2 separate regions of the Mus musculus genome follow, and region 2 is linked to region 1. Evidence: chromatin contacts called from public Hi-C data. All regions are on one chromosome and are shown on one strand. The core of a region is the stretch at or near the end of the contact, and the rest is flanking DNA. Distances in the headings are between cores, read along the strand shown.

The links. Hi-C and Micro-C count contacts between places; a contact is called where the count stands out from the background.
Region 2: a contact with region 1 is called in a Hi-C map of muscle stem cells, with 3 times the contacts expected there. The contact joins two enhancer-like sites. A contact is called at or near these places in 2 of 484 Hi-C or Micro-C datasets (both in muscle stem cells), 1 of 115 datasets of contacts at active chromatin or transcription factors (fibro-adipogenic progenitors) and 1 of 9 other capture datasets (embryonic stem cells).

Annotation. Positions count from the first base shown.
Region 1 is chr7:36,093,814-36,097,161 of GRCm38.p6, forward strand. It overlaps Gm38991 (a long non-coding RNA gene), which reads left to right. Exons shown (of 6, transcript XR_881969.1): 5 at 2,044-3,348. Among named protein-coding and RNA genes, the nearest start is that of Gm38991, 19 kb to the left of the region's middle. Within about 2 kb of position 1,553, at least 48 of the 459 cell types and tissues checked have an H3K27ac peak or open chromatin away from gene starts, as enhancers often do. A contact at or near this core is called in muscle stem cells, where this site is marked.
Region 2 is chr7:37,360,853-37,363,887 of GRCm38.p6, forward strand. It overlaps a transcript of Zfp536 not described here. Among named protein-coding and RNA genes, the nearest start is that of Gm30483, 34 kb to the left of the region's middle. Within about 2 kb of position 1,444, at least 76 of the 459 cell types and tissues checked have an H3K27ac peak or open chromatin away from gene starts, as enhancers often do. A contact at or near this core is called in muscle stem cells, where this site is marked.

The sequences.
Region 1 (3,348 bases), core at 303-2,802:
AGTTACGCTTTCATGTTTTGAAAGGGAGTCAAAGCAAGAAAAGAGATTTGAGGAATGACATGTGGAGAGAATTAGGCAGAATCAGGTGTATGAAATCACTTTTTTTTTTTTCAGACAGGGCTTCTCTGTATAGCCCTGGCTATCCTGGATCTCACTTTGTAGACCAGGCTGGCCTCAAACTCAGAAATCTGCCTGCCTCTGCCGCCACCACGCCGGGCTGCAATCAGACATTTTTAATAGCCTCATTATCACATATACTACCAGCCCCAAAGCAAGGAGTATTCTGGGATGAATGAGATTGAGGTTTCTGTCTGACTACAATAAAGAATTATAGAATGCGTATTCTATCGCTACCCCACCAAGTCCTTCAAAACATGGTGGGGGGGGGCACAGATAATTTTCTTTCTAGAACTATTTTATTCCTTTAGATCAACCTGATTTGAGAGCGAACACCCAGCACCAAGGATTTTGTTCTGTCTGATTTTTCAGTGTCTGGCTTGCCTTACAAAGATGCATGTACTTGGTTTGAACATTAGGCCTTTAGGGTGTCTCGTATGGTTTAAGTCTGAAATGTACCCCTCAAGTTTATGTTTTGAATACCCAGTCTCTGATTGGTCATGTTGTTCTGAAGGCTGTGGAGCCTTTCTGAGGTGGGATGTAGCTGGTGGAAGTAGGACAGTAGACTAGGCCCCTGATAGCCATACATACTTCAATTTTTCATCTATAGTTTCGGCTTTCTGGTCTACCTCTCTGCCTTCTCCAACACATTGACCTAAAATCTGTCTGTAACTACAAGTTAAAATGTTTTTTTCCCTTTCTATTGTGTCTCTCAGGTATTTGTTCACAGTGACAAAGAAATAACTGATACAAGGTCTTTTAACCAAAATAGTGGGTTCTCTTGGACATCCGAAGAAAACTAGTGAATCACATATGAATGGCAGGTTACCCCTACTCATTAGTTGAGGCATCATGGCCTTGGGTTAGCTAATCTTGGATGGTTGGGTAGAGAGGAAGTATAGTTTAGTTCATGACTAGACTTTCCATTCCCCCATCTTTCAATTAATATGGATTCCTAAAGTGAACATGTAGATATAAGTAATTAGGGCATTATTAATATTTGTTCTGTTGTTGAAGAATTATCTTTCTGTTTTCTTTCTTTTTGTGGTTATGGTCAAATCGCTAGGGCAGTGGTTCTCAACTTTCTCAATGGTGTGATCCTTTAATACAGTTCCTTCTCTTGTGGTGACCCCCTCAACTATACAATTATGTTCTTTGCTATTTCATAACAGTGATTTTGCTACACTTATGAATCACAGTATAAATACCCAATATGTAGGACATATGGCATGGGACCCCTATATATGGGTCTTTCGACCTCTAAAGGTGTCAAGACCCATAGATTGAAAACCACTGCTCTAAGGGATTCTGAACCCAGCCCACGGTGGTGTGCAAAGACCTCACAGGAAGCAACCACCTTGAGTTTCCAGCCGCAGCTGTTATAGTTCCCAGCTCCCAGGGCCTCACCCCTCCCCAACCCCAGTCTCTCTAACACCCAGTAGATAATCTTTTAAGTCACACTCACTGCACACTGGCCACACACTCTGACAGTGAAACTCGAGCTTCCTTGGGGCTTGCTTCCGTGACCGAACAAAGCACTTGTCCCCCCTCTCCAGAACTGGTCTCCTTATGCGTTGACCTTTGAAGCTGTGTGCTCAGTAGTGACTCCAGTTTTGCTTGGTTAAACATGGAAAAATGTTCCTCTAGATCGAAGCAGCTCCCCATTTATTTCAGAGCATCCTGTCGCTGACGTAATGCCGCCTGGTTTATGGCCTCATTGCTCTGTGTTTGGAGTTGAGTAATGCCTGCTGGTGCACCAGGCACCGCCTACGTAACCACAGGAAGGGGTAACATCCCATGGGCCTCCCAGGCATCTGCTGGGAAATTGCTTCTTTGGTGCCAGACAAATGAATGTTTTGCATATTTCTCACAAAAAGAGAAGGGTTGTGAGGCGGAGGTTAACATAACAATCTTCTCTTATTACAGTGATTTATGTGTGCATAACTTCAGCAGTGGAATGTCATCTCGGAGGTCTTTAATTGGCAGACTTTGGGGACCACAGAGGGAGATGACAGAGTGTGCTCTGAAGAAATAAGAGTGTCGGCTGCCATTCCCAGTGCGGCCCCACAGAGGAGGTCTCATAAATCTCGGGAGTAGTGGGGGGATAGCAGTCAACTTTTAAACTTTTTATTAACCTGATATCTGCTAATGAAACACGAAGAGGATCATCTTCAACCTTAGCCGATTCGGATCTCACGACACGTCAAATGACTGCCTACGGTTTTTGAGACAATCAAATGCAGATCTTCTGGTAACTTCTACTCAAAGACACCAACGCTGCGATTTGCAGTCTTTATGACTTCAATGAGTCACCCAGTCCTGTCTTGCTATGTGGAATATGATTGTATGTTTTTAAGAATGTCAACAGATGTGTTTTCTGTTCATGAACCTCATCTCGGGCCTTGGATAAAGGGGCCATTTTGAAATGGAATCACAGCTGCTTTTGGCCTCAGGATGCGGCTCAGAGAAGTCTATCCATGCAAGGTGTGACTGGCCTTTTAGGAGGCAGGGTGAGGTTCTGGAAGGAATGGAGAGTGACCTCTGTGACAAGATGACTCCGGTATCTGTGTCACTTGTAGGAAAGTTGAAGTCTTTCTGAATGATGGATGTCTCTGCGAACATCTGTGCTAACAGTGTCCAAGAGGTCAAGTGCCAGGCCTTAAACTCTAGCACCTGTGCTAGAGCCAACCCCAAACTGTGGGCCAACCTATTTCGTGGGCCATTGGGCTTTTGAGAAAAGACTGACAATTTACATCTTTGCATTTATTTTCAAAATTGCAATGTCTTTAGGCAAGGGCTCCCCAGAAGCAAACCCCATTGCAGTAGCAGAGTGTAGAGTTATTTCCTGGAGTTATGATCCAGGAGCCATCAACTCTCACCAGCTCCCAAGCTGGGAGTGGAGGATCCTGAGCCCATTCTGATTCACGCTAGAATATTGGCTGGCTTGGTCATGACCTCATGTGGGTCTTTCGAAGGCAATCACGGGCTCTGTGAGTTCAGGGGTGTAGCAGTCCACTCTGTTTTGCAGTGTCCTCCCAGACCTCTGGCTTTCTACCATCTTTTCATCTTCTCTTCTGCAATGATTCCTGTGTGAGCACAATATATGCCCCCCGCCATGTGTGTGTGATATAGATGTCCCATTTGAGGCTGAATATTCCGTAGACATGTATTGAGAGTGTATTTTACATTGGTCCTATTTTACTAGAGAGCCCAAAGCCTGACTAAGCCAGG
Region 2 (3,035 bases), core at 194-2,693, 1.3 Mb after region 1:
TGTCATCCCTTTCTGGGGACAAGCCACCTAGGCTGAATCAGTCAACGTTTGCAGGGACACTCCCAGAGACATCAGCAAGCCAGCAATGACCCTGCAGAACACCGCACCAGACAAGCTTCTCTTAGCCTCTTGGGCCATGTGTTTAAGCTGAGATGGGCTGCCTAGGTGGGCCCTGTCCTGCATAGACAGAGGGGCATAGCTATCCCCATAACAGCCCTGGAAACAAACAAACAAACACAACACAAAACAAAACCTCCCACAATTCCCATGTGGTAGCAAACACCTTTAATCCCAGGCAGAGGCAGGCGGAACTCTGAGTTTGAAGCCATTTTGCTCTGCAGAGCTAGCTCTAGGACAGCCAGAGCTACTAGCTGTTATTTTTAAATATTGCCCCACCTTAGCAAAAGGGGCTTGCTTACTTATCATCACTTTGGATCTTTTTCTCTTTTTAAAAGAATGTATATTAACTCCATAGGTGAGTGTGTTCTATTTCCCCCTTGACAGCTCTTTCACCCTTCCTTCTTATTCCTTGCTATTATCTATACCCCTTTTCTATTTTTCCTATACATTTTTGTTCTAGATTCCACATGAGAGCCAACATTGTATATTTATTTGTATCTGGCTTATTTCACTGACCATGACAACCTCTGACTTCATCCGCTTTCCTTCTGCAGGGAACGTGTTTCCATTTTCTCTTTATGACCGACTAACACTCTACTGTGTGTGTATCTCACGTGGTCTTTCCCTGTTCTCCTGTTGGTAGGCACCTAAGCTGGCCCCGTGCATCAGCTGCAGTGCAGCAATGGCCATAGGCTTTCAGACATCTCTGTCAAATACGGACTCTGATTCCTTTTGGATCCACACTCTTTTAAACCCACAGAACTTCCTATTGGCTGACTGGTTTTATTCTCAACTCGTAGGAGGTGCTAGTGTGCCCTATTTACAGGTGGATAAACAGAGGCCTGGGGTGCTGGCATGCAAAGCAGACAGGCCAAAGATCTGAGCTAGCAGCTGTGTTTCAGCCCCCAGCCTCCCTGGAGGGAGGCGGCCAGAGTACACATGGGATCAGAGATCTTTCTAGAAGAAAGGTTTCTTTGATAGCAGCTGCGCTGACTCCGTGGGGAGTAGACTGTGTTTAAAGGCCAGGACTCCCCTCCGCCCTCCCTACCCTCACAGATTCTTACCACTCCACTCCAATTAAAAACAAAGGAACAAAAATAACTGCGCCGGCAGTTACTGTACGCCGGGACTTCACAGGCACACACTCCCTTGTGGGTACACATTTGTTTCCTCCACTCCGGAGGGAAGACTCTGAGGTCCAGAGAAGTTGCTAAACTGCCCTGAGGTCATGCGGACCAGAAGAGTGGGTCCGGGATTTGGAGTCTGCACCCCGGGGAGCCTGTAAGCGGCACCAGCTCCGTCCACCCTTCCCTGTGGGTGCAGTCACATGATTAAAATGCCAAGACTTAGTTCCCCAATCAGAATTCAGGAGCCCGCCAAGGAGGTCAGGTCATTAGTGTTTATACAATCACCACGGAAGAATTAAGGGAGAGAGAGAGAGAGAGAGAGAGAGAGAGAGAGAGAGAGAGAGAGAGAGAGAGAACGACTCAGCACGCCTTCCTGCATACAGTTCTTTGAAACCTTCCTAAAATGAAATTAAAAGTTGGCCCTATGTGATTTATTTTTTCAATCTGAGAATCTAAACAAATGATCCCGCTTCTAGGTACATCTATCAAAGGATCTCTTCCACAGCTGGGGCCGGGGCGGTGCTGGGGCCGGGGGCCAGGGATGGGGGGTGGGGGTGGAGGGGGGTGCCGGGGCTGGGGGGTGGGGTGGGGGACTGCGGATGCTATTAGTGCTTCCAAGGCAGTTTCACCGCAGATTAAAGAAACCAGGGGTGTGGGCAGGGGGGGGGTGGTACTGGGGGGGGGATTGGCAGCCATAGTGAGCTGTATGCCTACTTGACCTAGGACGCAAACCTGTTGTACTTTCCAGAAGGGACCAGGGCACTATTTCCCTGTAACGTGCTTTTCATATGGAACTCTCCCTTCGCTGTAAAGATCTGTCTTTAATAGTGCTGTCCTAAAACGCAGCCTATTTTTCAATTCCCTGATCGCGGACATATAGATTTTTATAGTGTCTGCAAGCGAGCATTAACGTTAATCCTGCCTTGCCCCTTTGTGTTCCGTTAATGTCACAATCTGCTGTAAAGCCTTGCCAAGTTTCTTAACTGTCATGTTAATTCCTAGACCTAGTCTGCACTCTTTGACATTTCAGGACAGAACAAGGCAGTAAAAATAGATTAGAAACAGCTTAGAAGTATTACAAAAAACCTAGAACTTTACAGATGGTGGGATCAGGCCTGCTGCATGGAAATCTAGCAAGCCCGGACATAATAATATTAGGAGAGGCTATTTCTCTCTAAAGTAAATATTTAGAAGGGCCTTAGAACGCTGGCTAGGGCATGCGCACAGGCTGCTATGTTATGTCCCTTTAAGTAACTTACAGGGTGTTTAGGCACCATCCTGAGAATTTTAGGCTTCAAAGGTTTCTCTCTCTCTCTCTCTCTCTCTCTCTCTCTCTCTCTCTCTCTCTCTCTCACACACACACACACACACACACACACACATCAATAAAAGAATAGAGAGCAAGAGGTGGATTTTATTCATAATCAGTTCAAATATCACATGAACTATTGGTGTGTGTGTGTGTGTGTGTGTGTGTGTGTGTGTGTCTGACTGTATTTTCCCAAGTGAGGGTGAAGGCATTACTGTACTGTACTTTAGACGATAAAAGACACCACTTTGTGCTAAGAAATCTGCACGAGGGGCCTGGAAACCGGATCCTGTTTTCTGAAACTGATTGTGGAGGAGCAAGCTGTTTAAAAAGTGCACTATCCATTTCAAAGGGAGAAGACGGAGTTAGGGTTAAATGTGTTTTTCTTTCCACACCCCCCCATCACCACCACCAAAGGGAAACTATTTCTTAAATTTAAAAAGAAAGAAAGAAAAGAAAGAAGGGCCAGCCCTCCCTCT